Linked DNA regions of Gossypium hirsutum: regions 1 and 3 are each linked to region 2. The links are chromatin contacts, called in public Hi-C maps. All regions are on one chromosome and are shown on one strand. Each heading gives the region's core, a stretch centred on a gene start, on an enhancer-like site or on the middle of the called end of the contact. The rest is flanking DNA. Distances are from core to core; before and after follow the strand shown. Region 1 has its middle 4.1 kb from the start of TRNAG-UCC. Region 2 holds the start of LOC107926921 (hydroxymethylglutaryl-CoA synthase). Region 3 holds the start of LOC107926977 (ubiquitin carboxyl-terminal hydrolase MINDY-1).

Region 1 (2,954 bases), core at 91-2,590, 170 kb before region 2:
GAGAGTTGATCATGAAAACAAATTTAGAGAGTGTATAGATCCAAGACTTGATTTTCGATGGTTAAATAAGTATCGTGGTGACTTGCTCTTAAAATGGATTTTGATCTCATTTATTCAGTTGAAGTAAATTGAAAGGTGAGTTTCTTCAAAAACAACTTTTGACTTCCTCTCATCGGTTGAACTATATTGAAAAGAGACTTCCCTTCAAAATTAAGATGGTATTCGTCAAAATCTTTTCAAGTTCTTCATTTTCTTCAAAGAACTTGTGAATGTATAAAACGGCTTTGAGGTGACTCTTTTTTGTACTAGTAGTAGTGAAATAAAAGAGATTTCTTATCGAATTTAGCTTTTTCATTTGAGTAATCTATAATTATATTAATTTAATTTATTAGAAATAAAATAATCTTTAAAGAATATGATTTATTTATAAAAATAATTCTAAAATGATTTAATTTTCTTAATTAAATTAAATCTGATTAAGATAAACAATAATGAAATCAGATTGATCCAAAATTTCTCCATCTACAAAAGAATTCGATTTACTTGATCCAAATTAATCCAGTCCGCAATGATGAAGAAAGATGAATTAACCCATTTTGTTTTTTAAATATTGTAAATTCCAAAAAAGGCAAATTATCAAAGTTAAAGAAATTACAAATGCAATTGTAACCACTTGATATTACATTTTCCCCTTTTAAACATTTTATTTAATCTTCCTTAACTAAGTAATTCAAATATTAATGGATTGCAGACGCCAATGAAAGTGTAATGTTTTACTCTTATTGTATTATTTTTAATTGTATTTAAGGTTCATTATTGTCCACGTTTTAAATATTTTGAGCTTATAATAAAATTTGATATTAATTAATTTAATTACATTTCATTCGTGTTTTAAATGATTGTTATTATAATTAAAATTAATATTATTATAATAATATTAAAGGATAAAATATAGATAAAATTTGAAAATTTATCATTATATTTTTTATTTGAAAAATTTAATCTAATTTATCAAAATCTGTTAATTTAAGATTTTGATTAAATACATGATGGATTTTGATTGAAACGAGAAGTTTTAATGTTTAAAGAAAAAACACTAATATCTAAATTTGAAAATGGCACATGTAAAAAACACAACAAATGGTACCTTTTGTCCTACAATTATGAAAGAAGAGTGGCAATAAAAAAGTGGGAAAGTTTAGCAATGAAAAAGGCAACGTGGTAGTCTCAAAAAATACGACCTTTCTAAAATTTTCCCACATCATTATCCATCGCATGTCTACCAAATTTTTTATTATTATTTCTAGTGTTTTCCGGAACGTGTCGCTATCTTGTCCGCTTTTTTCAATGACTCACTCAAATCCATCCCCTAGGAGTCTACCTGTATAGGTCAGTGCACTAGACACCTTACCGGCACAACACTTTTCCTTATTTATTATTTCCACTCACCCATTTATATTTATTTCTTCCCCAATTTCCACAATTTCGTCTTTGCAACCATAAGCAACATTATTATTATCTAAATGTTTTTTAAAGGGAAAACCCCGATATTTTACCTAAATAACCCAAATACAATAATTATTCCCCTAAATAATTTTAATTCAAAAATAATTACCTAAATAATTTAAAATAAATAGCAAATTAGGTAGGGGACTAAATGGCCTTTTTTTTAAAATAATTATTGTCTAATGATTGTGTTAGGTGTTAAAAAATAAATTTTTAAGTATTGGAGGCTAGATGATCAGCACCCTTGTATTTTTTCGCTCTATATCATATTGGTATACATTTAAACTAGTATTTGAAAAAAAAAATAGGGTGCTAGCACATTGATGGTTAGCACTCTTATACCAAAATTTTTAAAAAATATTTTTTAGTGTTGGGACACTGATGACCGACACCCTTGTATTAGAATTAAATTTTTGGGTGTTGGAACATTGATGGTTGACACTAGAGGTGCTTATGGGTCGGGTTGGGTTGGGGCTGAGCTCAACTAAAAATTTAGGCTCATTTTTTGGGCTCGAGCCTTGCCCGAATAGCATTAATTTTTTTATTATTTTTGCAAAGACCCAAATTTGCCAGGCCCAACAAATTAAAATCAAACCTAAATCCTACCCAATTCACAAACCCAATTACAAAATCAGACCCAAAACTAAGTCCAAATAATAAAAACCCTAGCCCAATACAACCTAAACTTTAAAAAAAAAAATACAAAACCCTAGCCACCTTGCCTCCTACTTGCACCTACTCCACCACCTTGCCTCCTACTTGCACTTACTCCACCACCTTGTCTCCCACTTGCACCTACACCATCAAATGGAGAAGAGACATAGAATGATAAGAAATGTATGTAAGATAGCTATAAAAGCAAAACCAAAAGTCCATTGTAAAAAAAAAAAAAAGAGAGGAGTAAAGAATTGTATTTTTGAAAAGTTTTTTTGATAAAAAAAAAGAGAAGAATGTAAAAGCAAAATGTTTGCAAGCAAATCTGAAATAAAAAAAGCGAGTATTGAAGAAGAAAAGATTCAAACGCGTTAAGGTTTTTATTTCTTTTTTCTTTATTTTCACTTTTTTTTGTACATATAAACATTTTTCTTTTTTTCTTTTCTTTAAAAAATAGTATACATATATTTAGATATAAAAATAAAAAAGAAAACAAAAAATAATACATTTTTTAAATTCAAGGTGGCAAAGACGGCGGACGGCGCCGATCCGGCGCCTGGGTACTGACCGGACCATGGCCGAAATGGGGAAAGAGGGAGAGAGTTGAGAGCTTTGTTTTATTTTTTTTATTTTATTATTTTTACTATTATTTATATTATTATTATTATTATTTCTCATGTATATATTATTATTATATTATATATACCCTTTCCATATTTATTTATATTATTACTATCATTATTGTTACTTCTATTATTTTTTATTTCTGACTACTATTATTATATATATATGTA
Region 2 (2,700 bases), core at 175-2,674:
TTTTTTTATTTTTGATTGCTGAAAATAAGAAAAGAAAAAGGGAACCCTTTTACATTTGATTTCATGGCTCTTATAGCCTTACAATTTTATTTTCTATTACTTTCTGTCCTTTCTCCTTACTGTGTGCAGGGATGGTGGCCGGCATGGTGGCATGGAGGGCTGGGGCACCAGGGTATGGTGCTGCAGAGGCGTGCGTGGCAGAGTATGGAGCTAGGGTTTCTTATTTTTATTTTTTTGTTTTTTTATGTTGGGTTACTTTAGTTTAATCGGGTATTGGGCTGGTGATATTTGGGTTTGACGGGCTTTGGGTATTTGGATTTTAGTGTAAATGGGTCATGTTGGGTTTGTGGGTTTAGGGATTGGGCTATAAATGAGTAGTTAGGTTTAATTGTAATGTATTTGGGCCTGAGTAGTTTATAAACAGCCCAAAATTGACCTGTAACAACCTAAATTTTAAAAATATAAAAAATTACAAAACCTTAACCTTACCTTAACCCTACTTTAAAAACACTAAACTCTAACCATAAAAAAAAAAGGAAAACGCTTCTAATTGGAAGCGTTTTCAACTTATGTGGCAAAAAATGTTTCTAGCTGGAAGCGTTTTCCGGTAAATATGCTGAAAATGCTTCTAACTAGATGCGCTTTTCTGTAAATCAATTAAAAACGCTTCCAACTGGAAACGTTTCGTAGAATCAACTTATTCTCATAATTTTTCAAAAAAATGACCTAATCTTGTATTTTTTTAATACCCACATTTTTGAGAAATTCAACATCAAAATCGTGTTTATAATTTATAATTATGTCTAAAATACTATTTATTTTATGTTTATATATATGTTATTTTTAATGTATATCATATAAAAATATTCAGCGGCTCCTCTTTGAAGGAATAACTGACAACCTACCGGTCAACCAACTAATCCAGTTTGGATTTTGTTTTCCTTTTGTGTACTAGAATTTGGTTTATTCTCCGAAAAAAAAAAGTGAACCAATAAAATTGGTGCAAGATATTAAAACAGCATTACTGTCAGAGTAAATATTAATTATTTCAAATTTTAATGATAAATTTTTTATTGAGATTGGGTCTTGAATTTGATATCAAACTCTTTTTTTAATAAAAAATAAATAACAAATATATTTTTAGTTTCATTAATAATTGAAATATATTCGAGTAAGATGATAAAATCTATGTGTAATTTGCATAAGATGATAGATAAAAAATTATGTTTTTAATCTCATATTTTCAAAAAAAATACAAAAGAAGAATTGAAAAGCTTAAAAAGGAAAAGGATACCAAAATCCAGCCTGACATGATGGCAAATCGTAAATAAGTGAAAAAAAGAGGGTAAATACTAAATAGCCATCGAAAGGAGCACGAATCAATGAAGTTTGCATTTGCCTATAAATAATGAAAACCAAAGCACTCACACATGCCATCCTCACCATCGATTCTCTGCCGATACTTGCTGGATCAATATCAACTCATCAGAAAGAGAAAAAGAATAGATTTTTTTCAATCAATAAAGAAGAAGACTTCCTTTTTGTATTGTTGACATAGCGGTTCTCTGTTTACTTTGGAGTGAGAATGGCAAAGAATGTGGGAGTTCTAGCTATGGAAATCTACTTCCCTCCTACCTGTGTTCAACAGGTGGCATAATCTCTTCTATTTCTTTCTCTTTTTATTTTTCTTTAATTTTAAATTCTGTGTTTTTGGTTTTCCTTTTTGTTCTTTGGTTGTTGAGACAAATGAGAAAAAGGGTGAAGGATGGATTCTTAGATTATGTAATGGAGAGTAAATAGAGCTTCTGAATAAGGATTATATATATATTTTGCTTAAGCTGAGGGAAATTTGACTGATAGAGAGGAATTCTAATTGCTTGCAAATTTTCTTTCTTTTTAAAAAAAAAGTATATATGAAAAAGTTGATTTCATAGTTTTCTCATATGTGATATTTCTGGGTGTGATTATGTTTACGAGTTAATGGGGTCATACATATATATATACATATACATATATCTGAGTTTTTGTGAAATCTAAATACAGTTAAAATGTATATTGTTTGCTACCTCATTGTTTGTTGTGAATATTTTACTAGCTTTGGTTTTACCTGGACCACAGTTAGTGTTAATTGGGATTTTTTTGGACCTCACTCAAATCTACTTTTATGATCATCTGGTATCAAATACTTGTCTTGGTTGGTATCTTTGTGGTACCTCTTCTAATGATTAGTAGAATGATGGCCTTTTTATTTGAAAATTAGTTTTGGAAATAATAACCATTGGACTACAAAACAGGAAGCATTGGAGACTCGTGATGGTGCAAGCAAAGGAAAATACACCATTGGACTTGGACAAGATTGCATGGCCTTTTGTACCGAGGTCGAAGATGTTATCTCAATGAGGTTTTGATTCCTAACTTTTATATCCACTTCTCATATTCTATTAGCATCGCTCAGTATATTTTATGACTCAAATGAACACTTATTTTGTAAAACTTGGTTTTTGATTTGCAGTTTGACTGCTGTTACTTCACTCCTTGAAAAGTATACGATTGACCCTAAGCAAATTGGCCGTTTCGAAGTTGGGAGTGAGACTGTGATAGACAAGAGCAAGTCCATTAAGACTTTCCTAATGCAAATCTTTGAGGTACTCTGTCCAAGCATCATAATCCGCTTCTCCAGGATAGTTTCATCTTTTTTCC
Region 3 (2,712 bases), core at 175-2,674, 130 kb after region 2:
ATTCTTATTAGCTTGAGAATACTTGCTATGCATTAAGCATACCTGGGGATCAACTATCCAGCCATGATAAAGGGGAATATCAAGCAGATCAAATATGGCACACTCTGGAGTGAACTCAAAATCATCAATTCTGCAAGTTGTACACATAATTCAATAAGAACTGAAGAAAGAAGCCATTTATAGAAAAAAAATGAGGGAGAGAGAGATGAAAAGACTAACCTCCTGAATTTAATATTCACATCAATCCCTGTAGCAAGGCGCGGAAGTAAATCAATAGCATCTGCAATATTCTGCTGTTGGTTTTCTACATACCCTGCATCTTTATTCTATATGCCAAAAGGATATATAAGTATCATCCTACTGTAGCAGCAACAAGCTTTTTAATGAGCTGAGCATAATAAAGGAAAGAAATTACATTGACATTACTGTTAGAATCAATCAGGCGCTCAGCTACCAGTGAGAGCAATTTCTCCTGTGAAACTTCAGCTATATCAGCACTCAGGCTCAAATTGTTCCTTAAAAGGAGAATATTACCTGTCACAGCCCCCAACAAGTGTTCATTTTCAAAACTTAATTACCTCCAACTGTAATTTGCATAAAATTAACAATATAGTGCAATTAGACTTTTGATCATGTTTCAAATCCAATTTACAGACAGAAAATGTCATTCCCAAAATCTTCCTTTTTCTACTTCAATTCACGGTCCAAGGTTTTCCACAAACAACAGGAGGAACGGTAAATAATTAAAAGATTATCAGAACATTCCAAATGATCAAAAAGATCGATTATAAATCGCTCCGGCAACAATCAATACGCAAATCGAAATTCTCCAACTTCCTTTTCACTAAAACTACAAACCTGAGAAGTCAACCAAAGATTAAACTAAAAAAAATCTAAACAAATTCCAATCCGGATCACCTAAGCAATACAATTAGAAAACAATCAAAATCTAAAACCCTAGAAATGGAAAGAAAAAGGACTTACAGATGGCAAGGAGAGGGCAAGGTCCATTGTCGTTTTGGAGAATAATAGGCGTAGTACGACCTAAGAACTGGATTGGCTTAGTCTTGTGCAAGCACTCTTTAATTCCGTCTTGCTTTTGTTGTTCCTGATTCTGTCCTTCGTTCACTGCTACTTCCTCCGATTCACATGCCGAAGAAGCCAAAGTCAAAGGAGAAGAAGAAGAGGAAGCATCAGCAGCAACAGGAGGAGGTGTAGCAGCTGCGGCCATTTTTCTTTTTTCTTTTTTACTTTTGGTTTGAAACAATTTGATCACGGAGAAATATTACTACCGGATGAAACAAGAACGAAAAATATAAAGTGTTTATTTACACGAGTTTCTCTTTCTAAGAGTGTTTTATAAGCTTAATGCCCTATGTAGTGACAATTACAAAAAGCAAGGCGATTCAACGAAAAGAAAGTGAACCATTATAAGGTTCTTCTATTTTTGACGGCAAAACCAATGTTTTCATTTTCTTTTTTCTTTTTAATTTGGATATTTAATGAATTATACATATTTATATACTTTAGAATTCAAACTTTAAATTTTCCTACTTTATTAAAATCTCATTAAATGGTTGCATCTAATAATAAAGTATATTACACACTTAAAAAAAAATATAAGTCCAAATTTTAAAGACAATATTATTAGTAAAGATAATAATAAACCCCGAACATGTATATTATAAAAAAAATCTCATATATTTTTTTATTAAATATAAGATTATTATTCACTCTCTTACAAGTAAAATAACAAAATTGTATAAGATGATTTAGGAGGTTAATATATTCATGATATACTAAAAGTAAACAAAATATATTTAATAGTATTTTAAACTCGTTTGAAGTATAAATATTTTTTATTAGTGTCTACAACAAAGAAAAATGAGAATTTCATTTATTTTTATACAAAAGTAACCAAGGGAGATATTTGTTCAAACTCAAATTTTTTACCTATACTTAAAAAAATTTATTAAGTTGAAAAATGATTTTGGACAAAAAATTCATGAGTAAATTTCGAATTTCATGTCAATCATGTAACATGTTATGGTGTTGACTTTGAGAATTTAATTTATTTATACATATATATAATAATGTGTTTCAAGTTAATGATATGTATATACCTTAGCAACCAAGAAAAGGAAAAATGGTCAAATTAGTAACGGTTAATATTAGTCACATAATTAGGTTTTTTTTCCCCGATTTTGATGCCACATCTATTAGATAAAAAAGATTTTTGAGTAAAAGTTAAAATTTTATGTTTTTGTTTTTAGTTAAAAAAGAAATTTTGTAAAAAAAAATTTTATCTTAAAAATACTTTTAAAAAATTTAAAAGTATTTTATTTAGTAATGTTTTTTATTTCAAAAAATTTTTTTAGAAGTAATATTAAATGCACTTTAAATATTATTACAAGAAAATTTAAAAATTAGATTGTTGTTGTGGATAAAATCTTCATTTAGTTGATATTAATATTATTATCAATGTAAAAAAAATGTGAGTTCAAACACACTTAAGCAGATTTATTCTTTTATTTAAATGTTGAGGTAAAATTATAGTTAATACTAAGCTTTGTATAAAAAAGAACTAGATTGTTTTAAAAAAATAAAACTAAATTATGTAATTATGTGATAAATAATAATTTAGTTGAAAGGGGAATTTACCATTTCCGGCTTTCTTATTTCGGTAGCTGATGTTGGTTGGTTTTTGACTTT

What was found. A called contact is a pair of places that touch in the nucleus more often than the background predicts.
Region 1: a Hi-C map of leaf shows a contact between it and region 2, with 2.4 times the contacts expected there. The contact joins the enhancer-like site here to the promoter of LOC107926921 in region 2. A contact is called at or near these places in 6 of 34 Hi-C or Micro-C datasets (callus, leaf and seedling).
Region 3: a contact with region 2 is called in a Hi-C map of leaf, with 2.0 times the contacts expected there. The contact joins the promoter of LOC107926977 here to the promoter of LOC107926921 in region 2. A contact is called at or near these places in 11 of 34 Hi-C or Micro-C datasets (callus, fibers, hypocotyl and 2 more).

Annotation. Positions count from the first base shown.
Region 1 is chrA08:117,421,162-117,424,115 of Gossypium_hirsutum_v2.1, reverse strand. No RefSeq gene overlaps it. Among protein-coding and RNA genes, the nearest start is that of TRNAG-UCC, 4.1 kb to the left of the region's middle. Within about 2 kb of position 1,340, at least 4 of the 9 cell types and tissues checked have an H3K27ac peak or open chromatin away from gene starts, as enhancers often do. A contact at or near this core is called in leaf, where this site is marked.
Region 2 is chrA08:117,249,877-117,252,576 of Gossypium_hirsutum_v2.1, reverse strand. LOC107926921 (hydroxymethylglutaryl-CoA synthase) reads left to right here and starts at 1,424. Exons shown (of 12, transcript XM_016857866.2): 1 at 1,424-1,648; 2 at 2,295-2,401; 3 at 2,513-2,645. The coding sequence starts at 1,586.
Region 3 is chrA08:117,118,481-117,121,192 of Gossypium_hirsutum_v2.1, reverse strand. LOC107926977 (ubiquitin carboxyl-terminal hydrolase MINDY-1) reads right to left here and starts at 1,424. Exons shown (of 12, transcript XM_016857927.2): 1 at 985-1,424; 2 at 416-534; 3 at 220-326; 4 at 43-130. The coding sequence starts at 1,231.